Regions from separate parts of the Urocitellus parryii genome. Here region 1 is linked to region 2. The links are chromatin contacts, called in public Hi-C maps. All regions are on one chromosome and are shown on one strand. Each heading gives the region's core, a stretch centred on a gene start, on an enhancer-like site or on the middle of the called end of the contact. The rest is flanking DNA. Distances are from core to core; before and after follow the strand shown. Region 1 holds the start of Jade1 (jade family PHD finger 1). Region 2 holds the start of Pgrmc2 (progesterone receptor membrane component 2).

Evidence for each region. Hi-C and Micro-C count contacts between places; a contact is called where the count stands out from the background.
Region 1: a contact with region 2 is called in a Hi-C map of liver, with 5 times the contacts expected there. The contact joins the promoter of Jade1 here to the promoter of Pgrmc2 in region 2. A contact is called at or near these places in 2 of 2 Hi-C or Micro-C datasets (liver and muscle).

The regions. Positions count from the first base shown.
Region 1 is chr10:7,257,018-7,260,879 of mUroPar1.hap1, forward strand. Jade1 (jade family PHD finger 1) reads left to right here and starts at 2,024. Exons shown (of 11, transcript XM_026390889.2): 1 at 2,024-2,105.
Region 2 is chr10:6,881,596-6,885,303 of mUroPar1.hap1, forward strand. Pgrmc2 (progesterone receptor membrane component 2) reads right to left here and starts at 1,660. Exons shown (of 3, transcript XM_026390926.2): 1 at 1,236-1,660. The coding sequence starts at 1,653.

The sequences.
Region 1 (3,862 bases), core at 774-3,273, 380 kb after region 2:
CTGACTTCCAGGGCAGAGCTGTGTATAGCACAGAACACTGTCTCCATGCCCAGAATCTTAAGCCATAGCATAATGAGAGGATGTTCATGGGACCCTCAGTCCTGACCAGACCATCAGTGCGGAGAGTCTGTGTGTATTTTACCTTTTCATTTTGTCATCTGTTTATTAAGTGTGCTTTGAGTTTGCTCCCTGATGTTTTAGAGGTAGGAATAGTCAGAAGGAGCAAACCAGTAAGTGACAAATGCAATTTTAAAATTTATAAAAAAAATTTTAAGGAAAAATGAATGAAGTAAGGCTGACTGGAGTTAAGTAAAATTGCAATTGTCCAGTATCCCAAGGGAGTAGACAACCTCTTACTATCAAGACCTCTGCTCTTGCGTTCTGATGGGGTTATCTCATTTCTCTTAAACAACTCTTCAGGTTAGGGGACAGCAGTTAACTTCATTCTATTACCCAGAAATAAACTGAAGTCCGGAGTTCTGTAACTTACCAGCCGGCCACTCAAGTTGGTAACTAGTAGTGGAGGCAGACCTAACGGTTTGGCTATGAAGTCTTTGTACTTTTTCTTCTACACAGGGTATGTGTAAGGTGAACCAAGGAAAATAATAACTGTAGGCAATATAATTTAACCATCATCATATCAATCTCATAATAGTTATGATGATGGTTAAATTAGTGCTTTACATATGTGCTCTCTGTGAAAAGGATTAAGAAAACACATGAATAGGACTGAAGAGTGTAGGGAGTCTACACTCTTCATTAGGGAAACAGGAGAGGCAAAAAGAGGATATATTTTAAAATTTCTTTTGGTTTACTTTGTTTCCTGAAAAATAATTGGAAGGCTCAATTAGTTTTGTTTTGCCATTTATCAGATTAGAATGTTCTGGATGTAGGTGGGTGGGTTGGGTGTGATTGTGTGAGATCAAATCTGATTTAATCAGAATTATTCCAGTGTATAAAGTATACCTTTTGGGTTCAATATTAAATTTTGCAATTAGTAATCACTGTTCCTATTTGGTGAATGGGAGTTTTAATCTGTACTTTTTTCCTTTTGAAGATGAATGTCACATACACGGTTATTTCCTTTGCAGATGCATGAAGGGAGTACTTTACCCTCCAAATAAAACCAAGTTTACATTCATTCTGTGGGAAATCAGAAACTACTCAGTCTTACACACACACACTCACAAATCCCGAAAATGAATCTTCAAGAACTGATTTTTTTTTTTTTTTTATCACTCTGAAGTCCCAATGTTAGCATTAGGCTCAATCCTCATATTTGGAAGGAGATGTTCAGTTGTTACCCTGTGTAACATAACATGGAGACGGTGTCCATTCAGAATCGCTATCTTTTAAGGGCTCACTTGCAATTAATCAGTTCAATACAGATTTGGGTAGAGATGGGGTTTGGGTTCCAGAATCGGGATTATCTATTTAAAAATGTCACTTGAATCCACAACTCCTTAAAACTGTTACTACGAAACAAAAGAACTATTTATCTTGCCGTTCAGCTTCAACATAAAATCTTTCACCGAAGTCACACCCCTCAAGAGCCACGTTTTTAATCTACTTAATTTTAAGCTAATTCGAAAGAATCCATCTCGACGTCAGACAGGAGTTGGAACTGGGACAGCAGCTGGAAGGGGTGGGCTGAATCCCCGCCTCGCGGCCTGCGGACGGCTGGGTAGCTCCGGGCTCGCGGGCAGGTGACGGCAGCGCTGCGCGGCCCCGGCGCCCCCGCGGCCCCGGCCCCCGCGCGGGCCGCCAAGAGTTAACGCGGGCCGAGCCCCCCGCGCCGCCGGCGCCCCGCGCGCTCCCTCCGCCCGCGCGTCCCCACCCTCCGCTTTTGGCAAGGGATTAAAGTGCTCCCCCCTGTGGCAGCAGTGACCCAGAAATGAGTTGGATTCACACAGTCCTTCCTCCATAACCAGCCAAACGCCCGGCCGGGAGCGCCTCCGCGCGCGAGTGCCGGCTGTGTGCGCGCCGGCGAGGGCAGGGGCCCGCCCGGCGCCCCGCGCGTCCGCCCACCGCGGCCCGGACTCATGCGGCGCGGCGCGAGCGGGCGGCGCGGAGCCCAGCGCCTCGGCCGGAGCCCTCCGCAGCAGGTACGCGCGCGGGCCCCGGGGGCCGCGGGGGGCGCGCCGCGCGTGTGTCCGCGCGTGTCCGCGCGTGGGTCGGGGTGCGCGTCCCGGCCCCGCGGCGGCGGCGGCGGCGGCGGCGGCGGCTGCAGGACGAGCCGAAGGCTCAGCCATATTTGATGGTTTTGTTGCTTTGCTCGGGAGTTCTCGGGAGTAATTTAATGCCGAAGGTCGCTGCCTAGTGGAAATAATATAGTACGTCATTAATATGGCGCCAAAAGATTGGGTTCTCGATCCGTAGCGAGGAGGGAGGGAGGCGGCCGCCGAGCGCAGTGTTACTATCCCACCAGTAACTTGGGCTTTGCCGGGGCGGGGGCCGGAGGAGGAGGAGAGGATGATGTCTGGATCCTGAGAATTGATCTCTGTTGGATTAGTAAGTTTTATTATGATTATTTTTCAATTGGGGGGGGGCGAAGACTCGGAGCTTTTTCTTTTGAATTCGCTAAGAACATGCGGTTTTCAGGTGAATCATCAATCAAACGCGTTCAGCAGCAGAAACGCAGTTTAGTTCATAGAAAAATTTAAAAAGCCAAAGTGCATGAGGCTGCATGAAAGTGGAAAGCCTAGTAACAACTTGGTAGACAGATGGCAATGGCAGAACGCAGGTTCGCGTACATACATGAATCCAGAGTGTGTGGCCCTGTGTGTATGGGGGAAGGACCGTATTTGTCCGAACGTAGGTGCGAGTAGGTACATCTTTGTGGAGCGGCCGCAGCCCTGGCCCTTGTCACCGCGTCACCACATGTCCAAAATATTCATTGCATCAATTCAAGGGCAGTGAGCAGGGGTGGAGGGACACCTTGGCAATTAGATTCTTCCAAATTGGGTTTCCAACGACCAGACCTGTACTTACAGTGAGACCGCCTATGAAGTGTAAAACCCTCCCTCGGTGGAATTGGGAAGGAGTTACATCGATAGAGCAAAGTACCGATTAATCATGAACTTAAAACGGATTGCAAATTGCAACCTTTGGCACCCTCTGCAAATTGTGGGGGTGGGGTCTCCTGGTCTCCTGGCTGCTTTAAATGAACGTGCAGTGTGTACCCCGGGACTGCAAGTTGCAAAGCCCTCCACAGTGCACGTGTCCTGTGCCTGTGAGTGTGTGTTCGCGAGTTGGGGGCTGTGGTTCAGTAGCCAGCAGGCTTTCCGGGTTGCTCGGCGCTGGCTTGCAAATGCGGGAGAGGGATGGAATGTGGAATGTTGACCGGGGAACCGAATCCTGTCGGAACGGTCCCATTTGCTGGAGAAATTCGATCCCTTCCACCTCCTTCCCGCTCCCCCCCCCGCCCGCCTTCGGGCAGGAGGCGGGGCCGAGGACGCGGCTGCTGCTCAAAGTGGCGGAGCGCGGCGGCGGGAGGCAGGTGCACGGCACCCGCCAGTGGGGGTGCCTCAACTTCCGCGGGCGTTTAAATAGCAGCCTCTCTCCCCACCCACCGGTAATAGGTGACCTGGCGGCCGAGGGCGGCGGGGGGAAGGGACGGGGGAGACCCGGGAGCGAGCCTCCGCGGCACGTGGGCAGGTGCTGGGTGGCCTCGGGGCCAACTTTTTGTAGCCCGCCTCTCGTGTTGGAGGAGAGGCGGCCCGGTGTGGAAATGGGGTCGGGCGGCGGCCGAGGCGTCACCTCACCGCCCCGCGGCGCGGCCAGGGCCGGGGCGGGGGCTGCGGAGGCGGAGACGCCGGCCCGCCGCGCCCGCGCCGCGGGAGCCCCGCACAAAGCCCGCGGC
Region 2 (3,708 bases), core at 410-2,909:
CCTTTCTTATTTCTATTCTAATTAACAAACAACCAAAGTCCTTCTAAAACATCATCCAGTCACCAAGCACTGAAATTGGAAGTATATATTTGCAAATGTCAATAAATCTCATGTACTAACAGATTAAATAAAAAAGGAAATAATTTTGTTTCCAGAATGCCAACCCCTTTGACTTTAAGAGTCGGATGTGTACTTCTTCCAGTAACAGTTCACTTTAGGTCTCTAACTTTATTATTTACTCTAATCACTTATCTTTTTAAAGCTTAGTATTAACCACTGCACAACCAGAATGTGCAACGTGCTCAGTTTTAATGGACACCAACAGGTTGAGTCTGAAGTTTATTTGCTTGATCTGAAATGTATGACTACACTGTAAAAGAAGAGCTTCTAAATCAACTACCCTACATACACAGGTCTCTAAAAGTAAAGCTCTAAAAAATCTTTAACTTCCAGAACCGATGGAGAGAGGGTCTGAATATACAGACAGCTCTTCTAACTTTTTTTTCTCCTCAGTTCTGCTAAGGGGATGCACAATAAACCACTATCAACGTGTATTCGGATACTTCTCTTCCTATTAGAGAGGGAGAGAGAGGAGGAAAAAAAAAAGGGGGAAAAAACCCAAAATAAAAAGAAACCCGACAGGCACGCCTGCTGGGCACGGGAGCTCCACCCCCACTCCAGGGCGCACGTCCCTGCCAGTCTTCTGCCAGGTCTGCGTTCGGGTCGGTCCTCATCCCAGACAGTGTTAATCTGGCAAAGCATCTCCGAACCAAAACTGGTTTAGGAAGAGTCCGAGGTGTTGCCTACGGCGCCCGGACTTCACAGACCCGAGGGCTGGGACTTGAACTACGTGTCCCTAAACGTGGCCTCGTGGGGAGTGGTCCGGAGGGGAAGGCAGACGGGCGGCCACGCAGGGGGAAAGCAGGGAGAGGTGTGAGTCCCAAGGCCTACAACTTTGGGTCTCCACTCCAGAAGCCCCCTCCTGCCCCCACCCGTCCCAGACCTCGGAAAGCCCAGGAAAGGCGGGCGCCAGCCTGACTGGCGACGACTACGGGAATTTTGAAAATTTCAGCTCGAGAGAAAGCCGCGAGGAGACCGGGACGGGAGCGGACGAGCGCCCCGGAGGCGGGCGTGCGCGGCGGGCCGGGCCGGGCCGGGCGAGGGGCCCGCGCCGCCGCCGCCGCCCGCGGCCGCACCTGCCGGCGCAGGGCCCCTCGCCCCCTGCCACTCCTCACCGGGGCCGTAGAACTTGCTGCCTTTGGTCACGTCGAAGACTTTCCCATTGACCGCGAGCAGGATGCGCGGCGTGCGGGACCCGTCGTACTGGCGGAGCTGCTCCAGGCTGAAGTCCCGCTTCTTCATGCGCGGCAGGGAGGCGGCCGGGCTCTCCTCGCCCGCCCCGGCCCCCGCGCCCAGACCCCGCCGCCCCCAGCGCACCCACAGCCGGTAGGCCCCCAGCAGCACCAGCGCCACCAGCGCCACGTTCAGCAGCATCTCCCCGCCCCCCGCCAGAAGCGCCAACGCCGCCGCCGCCCAGCCGCCCCCTTCCGCTGCCGCTCCCGCGCCGCCTGGGCTCCCGCTGCTGCCGTCGCTGCCGCTCTCGCTGCCACTCCCCAGGGTGCCTAGCTTCACGTCCCCATCACCCGCCGCCATCACTGCCCGCCAGCGCCTTCCTCCTCCTCCCCGCCCCCTGCCCGCCCCAACCCCACGACAGGTCCCGCCCACCAGGGGCTGCCCAGCCAATTACGAGCGCGGAGGGGGCGGGGCCGGGCCGGCCGCTGATTGGGCGCTGGCCGGGTAACGTTGTCTCGGCTCTCCCCTGCCCCGCCCTCCTGCGCTGGCCGCGCTCGAGCGCGATTGCCCGCCCACCTCGTCCCACACTTCCCCGCTCCCGTCCGCGCCTCCGCTCGGCTGAGTACACGAGGGGGGCGGGTCTGAAGAAAGGGTGCTGCGCCGGCCGCGCGCGCGCACGGGCGGGGCGAGGCGACGGCGCGTGCGCGGGTTCCGGGGCGCCACGCGCTCGCCTTTCCTCGGCAGCCCCTCCGGGAGATGCGCTCCGCCCAGTCTCCCCCGCGGCGCGCGTGCGCCCCGGAATCGCTTCCATCCCCGGGCCCGGGTTCGCGCCCGCGGACTCCCGCCCGGCCTGGGAGCTTCACGTGCGCCGAGGCGGCGCCGGGGTGTCCCGGGTGGGACGCCGGGGCCAGGCCGCCGCGTGGTGTTCGCTGCGAGGCGCGGCGACGAGTCTCTCCCCGGGCGCCGGCGGCGTGGGCGTGCAGACCTGGCAGCGCCCAGAAGTTTTGGCGACGAGCTGGAGTCCTCGGCCCCGGAGAGGATGGGGCTCCTTGGCATCGGTGATCCCGGTGGCGCCGGGCGCCGCTGCCCGCGGTTTTTGGCTGCTCATGCAGAATGCCCTTAAAGGAGCCCAGACCAGAGGTCTCCTCGTTGCTCGTACCTCGGTCTCCGCGGCGTGGGGAAGTGGGGAGATGAGGTGGCCTCCTCCTCGCCCATTCAGCCTTATTCCTATTTAGTGCAGCTGGGAGACGTCCTTTGGCCTGCTTCTCCATCTTTAAAATCCCAGTGTAAATGTCACCTCCGGAGCCTCGTTCTGGGCACGCCTGCTTCGTGCACTGGGCTCCTTTGACAGGCTGTCTCCTGCCCTAGCCTGTCCTTGTGTCTCTTGAGCCTCCCCCCGGTTTGATGAATGAAGGCTGTCGAAGGAGTGACTGTTTTCGTGTAATTTTGAGGAACCGATGGAATGGAGGAGAGGCATAGACGGGCAGTGACTGCTTAGGGTATAACCCGGTAGGGAAACAAAGTAGTCCATTTGGCTTTAAAGGAAGAGGAGCAAAGTCTGGAAATCTAGGTTGTAGTGTTTAGGATCAAGGAGTAGGACAGTACTGTCGGGCTTTGGAGGAAACACTGGGAGTATGGATGGGGCAAGATCAGTTCTCTTCCTCTAGAGATCATCTGGCATGAGAATATGAGTATGAGAATATGAGTATGAGAAGGGAGAAGAAGCAAACAGTAGGCTTTTGTAAGCTTGCATGCAGTAAGGAGACTTGAAACTAGTGCAGGGCATGGCAAACATTGTCAGCAAAGGGCCAGATGATTTAGGATCTGTGGGTGGTCTCTGTCTTAGCTACACAACCCTGCCCTGTAATGAGGAAGCTGTAGAGGACAATGTGTGTGGCAGTGTTCCAATGAGACTATTTACAGGCACTGAAATTTAAAAATAATTTCAGTGGTCATGAAATAGTATTCTTTTGATTTCCCCCCAACCTCCCAAAAAAGGCTTTCAGTAGGTACAAAAACAACCTGCATGTCAGTTTGCTGACTCCTGTGTTACAGGTACTTTTTGCAAGCATGACCAGGACTCAGTGGGAATAAATAAGTCCACCATATAATCTGCCCTGCAATTTAGAAAACTTTTGGAAGTGAAAGTGGGCACTATTAACAATTACACCGGGAGACTAGGAGTAAAATCAGAATATCATGGGCAAATATAAATTCATAGTCACCCCAACCTTAAGGGTTAGAAGTCCAAATTATTTTAAGACTTTGTAACAGAAAATGGAGGTGCCAGTGATGGAAATGGAGGATTGGGAAGAAACTGTTTCTGGGGAAGCACCCCAGAGGTTTCATAATAGGTCACTCATAGCTTCTTGACCAGAAATGTGTCACTAGATATCCCTAAAGTGGTGATTGACA